2 separate regions of the Anas platyrhynchos genome follow, and region 1 is linked to region 2. A link is a contact called in public Hi-C data. All regions are on one chromosome and are shown on one strand. The core of a region is the stretch at or near the end of the contact, and the rest is flanking DNA. Distances in the headings are between cores, read along the strand shown. Region 1 overlaps PRKCA (protein kinase C alpha). Region 2 holds the start of APOH (apolipoprotein H).

Region 1 (4,254 bases), core at 227-2,726, 95 kb after region 2:
TAAAGCAATTGGGTGAATTTGGGACTAACAATAACTGGTCTCACCAGAATAGTGAATTCCATAGAAAAGCATGTGTTTAATACACACATTTGTTGTAATCACTTTAAAAAAATATATACATTTACTTTAGGGGAGATGATGTGATTTTGTAAATATTTAACACGTTATTCATGTTTATCTTGTAACTGTGTGTTTTGTTTTGCTACAAGTCTAGTCTTTTTCTGACTGACATTTATTATGAAACTTCATTTTTGTTTGAACCTGAACTAGTACTATTTCTGTTTTTCAAATCATACTTTCTTAAATAATGTATTTTTATAGATTTCTGTGCCAGATTCAGTCAGCCATTGTCAGTTCTTTGTTTGCTGTTTGTTTGTGTGTTATTTTGTCTTGCTCGTAGTAACCCGGGGGCACGTTGGTTAATTTTCAGCTGAAGCCTGTTGCAGCGCTGTGTGCCTGTCTGAGGGCACGGGCATAAAGCAATTGGCTTAGGTGCAAGAGCAGCCTCCCTGGTTTGGAAGGTGAGTTGGACTTCGTGTTGCTTGCATCTTGGAATAACCCCGTGTTAAAGCAGGTCAGACGTCTTTGCCTTGCTACCGTGCACGCATGGTGGGTAGGATGGACAGCTGCTCTTGGTGACAGCAGAAATTAGGAAATAATTTGTGGTAGCTGTTGCTAACTCTGTTGGGTAAAGCAGAACTTTCCTCTTTACCAACCCCAGCTCCTTTGGAGTTTTTCTTATAATTCTGTTGTAGTAGGAGGATGTTACAAATTCTCAGATAACTTTGAATCAGCAGAGCTCCAAGGAGTCACCTTTCAGTTCCCAGCAACTGATTTGCAGAAATTGGTCAAACAGCTTGTTCTTAGCAGCTTCACCACCGCAGTGCAGCAACACTTCGGTGTTACTCACTGGGCAGAATAGCTGCTCATCACGTCACGGTGTGTGTCCAGTGGTTGAGCTGAGGTTTCTCCTTCTCTAAGTTGTATCCCAAACAATTTGTTTCTCCAGAATGAATCTGTAGGGTGATAGATGCAAAAACCTCTACCTGTGGCTTGAAAAATGTGTCAAATTACAAAAGCATTGGCAAAGGCTGGGGCTGCTCTAGCAAACAAGTGCTTTGCATTATCCACTAGAACTGCTGCCAGGCTTTCTAGCTGCCCATAAATGCCATGGAAGGGAGATGTAGAGTGCTCTAACTAGAATCACAGGGAAATCAGCATTCAGTGATCTCGACCAAACGTGTATATCCAGGATATGCAATAGAGATCAAGATGTGGATTATATCTGAAATATATATATATTTTTTTTTGTACTAGGATTGCTTTCACTTGCCCAGCTCCTTCTTGAGTTTGCTGGGCACTCTGCTTGGGGCTGCAGAAGGCATGGAAGGCTCAGCCCTCTTCCTAGGTTGTGTCCCCTCTGCTTCTTAACTTTATGAATTTACTGCCTGCCTGGTTTGTCTTGCATCAGTGTGGCTAGAGGGCATTTTGCGTCCTTATCATTGCTACGTCATGCCAAGCACAGTCATTGGACACTGCAGAAAAATACTTTGTCTACTTGATCCAGTACATCTTTTTTTTTTTTGAATAGATAAAATACTTAGTGTAAGTCTGAAATTCTTCTATTAATTTCTTTTAATTCATTTTCTTTTCCAAAATATCAAACTTCCAATGAAGAGCAATATATGAGACACATTTCTCCTGCATATGAAATTGTCAATGTAAACTGTACCAGAAGCATTTATGTTACAATTTCAAGTAACTTCCTGCTGATTGCATTATACAGCAATCTAATAACTTGGAATATGCACATTATAACACTGTTATCTGAAGCAGTTAGTTTCCTTTAGCGCATGTAAAAGTTCATCTGGAGGAAGTGTATTAATGCCTCCTTGTGTTTGTTTCTTTTAACGGTAAGAAGAGTTTTTTGTGGGCTGAAGTGACTTCTGGAGACAAAATGTGATTTCTGGCTGCCAGGTTTATAAATATGTGCTTTGCATTTATGTTTTTCTATGTTCTCTGCTTGGTGTAGTCTGTTATGGAAGGATTTTTTTCCCCAAAACCTAATATGTTATCTTCAATTAAAAAATATATATATATATTAATAATTTCCTCCAGGTTCTCCTAGATAGGCTATAAAGGTCTGGATTGTCTCCAAGATGGGTGCTACAGAAGGAAGGGTTTATATTTTACTGAAAAGTTTATTTTTCATGTATTCCTACAGGCCTAACACTTGACCAGTGCTAGCAAACCTGGTTATCAAAGATCTTTTTTTTCCATTTCCTTGTTCCTTATGTAAGTCTGCTGCATGTTTATCATATCAGATTTTTTCTTTCAGCAGGATTAATATTGTGCAATTCCATTTGTTCCTGGGATTAATTTTAATAATTGTTTTTGATGCAGCCTTACAAAGGCTTAGCCAGCAGTGCTAGAAAAAGCCTATGTTGAGCTACATACTGGATTATAGAGCAAGGACTGTTTCTTCTATTCTTCTTTTTAAACATTATATTACTTGCAGATTAGGAAAAATGCAATTATTCTGCTCTGGTAAATGCCAGACAATTTTCACAGATGTGTTTTTTGTGTTCCTGGATTGAACAAGGCACTGTAAGAGCTTTTATGAATGAGACTTAAGATCTTTCCATATTCTTTATTTCCTCAATGGCGGTATCAGCCTGCAGAGTTCCTAGCAAAAGGCCATGTCTGTGTGGTGAACGATGCGATGAGCAGGCAAGGGTCCTGACTTGCCTGATGTTGGCAAATTAATTAGAGTTGCGATCGTTGTGGGGACTCCCACCATGTGTTTGGACTGAATTTCATAATAGCAGGACAGAGGCAAGGCACAGCTTTTTCATTCATTTTCCATTTGTTTCAAAATGGAAAAGGGTTTTCTCATTTGTTAAGAGAATGGAAAAAGCTATTTATCTATTTCTCACTCTTCGGTATTTTTGTCTGTTGCTCCTGGATATGTGTTTTTTGTACAAAATTGACCCAGTAGTGCTCATGGAGATGAACTTCAGAAATTATGTGTGCCAGCATTTAGGGCACTATTAATTCGTGCTGGCTTATCTTCTGCCAAACAGAAAAAGAAAGAGGAAAGGATGCAGAAGAGTCTTGCCTGTAAGTATGTGAGGTTCTGCAAACACAGAACAGGCAAAGCTGCTGAGATTTGTCCCAGGCATGCCACACGCTTGGCAGTTTGTCCTGGGTTTGTTCCCTTACCTAAAATCACCGTTACAGGGAGATTTTAATATTTGGAGAGGTTTCCAGTGGCTGGTAGGGGTAGATGCTGCAGTGCTTTCTGGAGCTGTGCAGTCTTCGTGGTCTGAGGCTCCACCAAGGAATGTTCTTGCCCACCAAAGGTTTCTGAGAAATCAGGAGTAGGACTCAGGACTCGTCCTCCCTCCTGTGGAAGTTTTCTGCCAGCAAAGTGCTTCTGTGCAGGCTTCCTTCCAAATGAAAAGCCTTCATTGTGATCTGGGAAGCTCCTTTGCCATCAGCAGCCTTGAGAAAAAACACTTTTATTAAAGGAGGAGAAGGGAAAATGCATGGTACTGAGTGCTCTCAGGATGGGCATAGTGGAGAGATCAAGCTAGGAAGTTATCTTCCAATGTTCCTGAATGGTTTGGGGAGGTTTCTCTATCTCCATAATTTTTTCTGCTTTGAACAGCGCACAGTTAATTGCAAGGGATTAAATATTTGTATATCATATTACTGTGCAGTGCTGAATGCGGCAGGGACTTTTCCTAATGCTGCCAGGTGGTGGAGGCTCGTTCCCCCCAGGAGCAAGGCTGGGCTGGTGGCCCCAGAGCACTGCTCCCAGGAGCTCGCTGCTCTTCCAATGCCACCACGGCTTGTCTGTGTCCACCTGTTTGATTAGCGAACCTCAAAAGGGTCCAATTCAGCCCAAGGGACGGCAGCTTGGTGTCAGTTTTTATTTTTAATGTAACCGAGCTCTTTTCTGTGGTCACGGTGAAGCATTTTCCTCCCCAAAGTAACGCTGCCTTTGTTTTAAAACACAAGTAATGCTGCCAAATGTCTGAGGATCAAGAAGCTGTGCTGAAAGCAGACCTGTCTTTCAGGGGTTTGTAGAGCACTGCTAACTTTTCCTTAAAGTTTTAGTATTGGTTTCTGAATTTATAATCAACTAATAATTTTCCACTGCCATGGAAAAATTCTATGGGTAAGACAGCTTGGCTGTGAGCTGGCATCGTGAGGGCAGGGTTCGAGGACAAATAGAGCATCTTGTACAGT
Region 2 (4,214 bases), core at 1,608-4,107:
CAATATTCTATTTTAATGTTACAATAATTTATACAACTGGTTGATATTGTGGATATATGTAAATAGTGAGCATTGATCTTTGATCAGTGATGTTGATGTTATTGGTTCTCGGGAGAAATTCCCAGTTGCTTATGGCAATTAGGATCAGTCTATTTGTAACAAACTCAGCACTCCATACCTAAAGGTACTGAAGGGCTTTATTTTTTTTTATAATACCAGGTAGCCCAGTTTAATTTATATGTGCACTCCATCTAAATGCTTCTCTAGTTCTCTGTATGCATATTACTACAAACTTACACTGAGCTTTAGAGAAATGCTCACTCTGTATTTATCATTTCAATATCACCCAGCTGAAGCCTAGTAAATTATCATTAACAAAATTAAATCAATTCAAGTCCCTTTGCTACACTTGATGTCAGAGCTGAATTTATTTATTCCTTCTCTTGCTTCTGCAGAGGAAGAAGTAACTGAGGCTACTGATGTTCTTCATTGAACTCCAGATTGTGGCTCGCTTAGGCTCTTCCCAGGTAAGCACTATTTATTAATTACTCACCAAGTAGTGTGACTGTATGTTGCTATCAACTATATCTCTGCATTTATCATAATTCTATTTATTTAAATGTATCCTCATTTCTAGAATCAGTAAGCAGCCTTCAGTAAAAGTGTGTTTGGTCCAGGGACTAAATGAGGATTAACCTCATGTTTTCATTTACTGAGCTCGGAAGGACACAGAAACAAAATTTTCAGTCTCTAGAGCCTGACAGCATAACAACTTAGATAGTGATTATCCTTTCTTTGCTGTAGGATTTCATCTCATGATGTAATAAGAGGATTTAAAAAGCAGGGGAAAGTGGTCTGGAATAAGTCTTTGTATAAAATCTCTGCTATTTTGATGGTTTTCCTGTCTGTAAGATGTTGCTTGTGAGTAACAAAGCCCTGGAATGTAATAATTGAGTTTGAACAGGGAAGGATCACTAAACATGGCCTTTTTAAGCCTCTGAAGTTCAGAGGGGTTTTAAGGTGATATTTTCTAAGTTCCCTGGCTCGTAATGTTCCAACAGGTGATAGTAGAGTGTAAAGCTGTGATTTAGATTATTTAGATTTCTTATTTAGCAGCACAAGAGAGGGAGTCCTTACCCTGGTTCACACGAAAAACTTAAAGAACTCTGGTAATAAGAGTCTATAAAATCAATTTTTCCATGCTGTAGCTGTCCAGGAGTGGGACATCTCATTGCTGTTAATTAAAGATAAAAAGGATACTATTATTTCACGAGGCATGAAGCTAGGATAGTGGAAACAGAGTGGTTGTAAAGGGGTCTGGGTGCCTTTCAATTTTCTCTGCTTTTGTGTGCTACATTTCCCAAGTGTAAGTAAATATTGTACATTTCTATGAAAACATAATAAAGGTAGCTTCAAAAATTTCATGATTAGATCATTTTTAATGATTGATTGTCTGCAATTAAATGGTAAAAAGGAATGGCAATGGATACAATAAAGGCAGATGATGTTATCAACCAATCTGATCACTTAGAGTACAAGCACTGCTGGGCTGAGCCAGGTTAAGGTTTGTTTTGTCTGGATCCAGTCCCTATCACCCTCTGGCAGCAGAGGCATAAGGGAAGTGCATGGAAAGCTCCTTCTCCTGTTGCTTTCACCTCTTTCCCTTCACACCCAGTTGTCTTCTGATGACTATTTATTTTTCAGGAGAAAACTTAGAGCAATCTAAGTTTTTGTTTGTTTGTTTGTTTTGCTTTGTTTTTAACCTATTTTGACTCAGGAAAGTAATAACAAAAAAACATACGAGCAAAATACAGCAAAACACACAGCTCCTTGGCAGGAGGCAGCAGCTTTGCGGGGAGCAAGATGGCTTCTGCATTTGTTCTTTTGCACCACGTCAACAACGTGGTGCAAAATTTGGGGGTAAGTTCTACTTAGTTTTACTTACGCAGGCACAGGAGCGTGTTGAGAGGCCACTTGCCGGTGGGCTGGCAGGTGTACTTCCTCTGGCCATTGTTGGGGACAAAGCCAGGCCTGCAGGTGTACTCGATTTCCTCACCCACATCGTACACAGTTTTAACCACATTGATTGTGGCGAAGAGCACTTCTGGTGGCTTGGAACAGACTGGAAGAGAGGAGACGCTTTACCAAAAAAGAAAAAAGTGGGCAGAAAGTTTGAGATATCGTAGTCTCTAAACTGGAAGCACAAGTTTCTGTATTATAGCCAGCTGCTGGATGTCCCTATGCTGAGCTAAGCGTCCATCTATCATCTACAGGTGACTTACTGAGGAAAGGGAGGGCTGTAGTAAGCATCAGCAAGGAAAAAATGTGTTCTTTTTCTTCTCTCTGGCAGCTCTATCATGGCCCCAGTTACACTTCTTAGTGAGGAGGAAAAAAGTGCTTTTGCTTTAAAAATGGATTTATGAAGTGTTCTTCAAAGCAAGGCAATTATGGTAAATGATTTAGGGGAAAAATATGGTGAGAGGGACTTAGAAAAAAACTGATGCATTTCATTTTTAATCCAAGTTGGTTTGGTGGTGTCAGAAATTCCCCTCACTGTAGAAATGAAGGAAAGGAAGCGAAGACGAGAAACAGCTTTCAGAGAACCCCCATTCAAAACAGTTGACCAGAAATATCCAAAGGCTTTACAGTTCCCTTGCTTTCTCCGGATTCCCTCCCTCACACTCTAGGGTAGCAGTGGCTATTAGAAAGCGGAGGGCGCTTACCTTTTGCTGCAAGAGCAGAGTGGGTCAGAGCAGCCGCACACACGACCAGCACCAGGGAGTACATCGCTGCCAGTCCACCAGTTTCCCGAATGACCCTCAATCCAGCGTTTCTTCCCCTAAAAATAAAGGCAGCCACAAAAGGGTGGTTACATATTAACTCTTTGTATTTATTCCCACCCTGGTAAACAGAAGATAAAAGGGTCCTTGTGTAGCTGGAATAAAGGATGAAATAACCGTCACATGTTGCACTGGTACATAATGCAGGAATTCAAACAGCAGTCTTGGCTGCAAACATCTCCGCTCCGGTTGTTGCTGCAAAGCATCTCCTGTTGGGGCTGGTGGCTTTGAGAAAACAGTATTATTTTCTCAGCATCTCTAAAGGATGAGGATGCTTGGAATTCAATATTGGATCAAATAATAGAACTGTCACTGAGAAGCTTTTGTTTCTCACTCGAGCTTGTATGTTTTCATGTACCAAAGACTGCTGAGAGTTATAAAGCTCTTTTTAAGGCAAAACGGTTAGTGTTGGAGTGACATTGGTGGTGTTATATGCCTCCAGTGATAATACCAGATAAATAATGATTTAGCTGATGATCTGGACTGAAACTTCAGGCTTCGTGGGCCTGTTTTATCTGATTCATGTTGTCAGTTGTCATCTTTCAATTAATGGATAACCAGTTAACTACTGCATAAGTACTATAGGGAAGGGTCACCATGCCAGTGCTGTGGAAAAAGTGAAATAATGGTTCTAGGTTGTGCTTATTTGTGATAAGAGCTCATATTTGAGTCATGGTTTTGGGTGGTATAAAAACTTGTTTTGATTCCCCCATTTGGGGTCATCAAGTCAAAACTTCACAGCTATCAGCTGATGTTCTGATCACTGCAATCCTCCTAATTTAGCAGATTTTAACTGCAGGAACATCTCAAGTGCAACCAAAATAACATTTGTGTAATCATTGTTCCACAGTTTGGTGTTTCTAATCTAAGTATCCTCCTTCCCCGCTGACTCACAGCCTGCGAGGGGGAGTGAGGGACATTTGAAGCTCAAACGAGAAGCTAGGTTATGTCAAACCCTTATTGCTGAGATCTTAAATAGTTTGTTTATTTTTGCTTCATGATTTTTCCCTGTTTGCATGTAAAACACAAACTTTAGCCACAACATCAAACAATTAGGATCATTCTAGTCTTCTCAGAAAGAAAGTAATATGAATGTCTTGCTCAAAATATTTACCAAACACACAGTGCCAAAGGGCGAAGTACAACTGCTAAATCAACCAAGAAATATAGACTTTATTTTCTGTATTTACATCTGATTATTTTCCCATTTGTCACAGCCTACTTCCTCTACAAAATTTCACAAGTATATCACTTTTCCCTTCCCACCACACTGCAATGCTGTAATGAACTTTCTTGCCTCTGGTTTAAATCCTTCTTTAGATCTGCCTGCTATTCTGACAAAATTCTTTTCTGTGTTTAAAATAGCCCAGGAAT

The links. Hi-C and Micro-C count contacts between places; a contact is called where the count stands out from the background.
Region 1: a contact with region 2 is called in a Hi-C map of liver, with 3 times the contacts expected there. The contact joins the enhancer-like site here to the promoter of APOH in region 2. A contact is called at or near these places in 5 of 8 Hi-C or Micro-C datasets (F1 follicle, F5 follicle, liver and 2 more).

What each region holds. Positions count from the first base shown.
Region 1 is chr19:3,383,490-3,387,743 of IASCAAS_PekinDuck_T2T, forward strand. The region is part of intron 3 of PRKCA (protein kinase C alpha); the gene reads left to right. Among named protein-coding and RNA genes, the nearest start is that of CACNG5, 79 kb to the right of the region's middle. Within about 2 kb of position 1,477, at least 1 of the 8 cell types and tissues checked has an H3K27ac peak or open chromatin away from gene starts, as enhancers often do.
Region 2 is chr19:3,287,428-3,291,641 of IASCAAS_PekinDuck_T2T, forward strand. It overlaps APOH (apolipoprotein H), which reads right to left and starts at 2,858. Exons shown (of 6, transcript XM_072025836.1): 1 at 2,724-2,858; 2 at 1,946-2,122. The coding sequence starts at 2,787. PRKCA (protein kinase C alpha) reads left to right here and starts at 470. Exons shown (of 18, transcript XM_021269952.4): 1 at 470-527.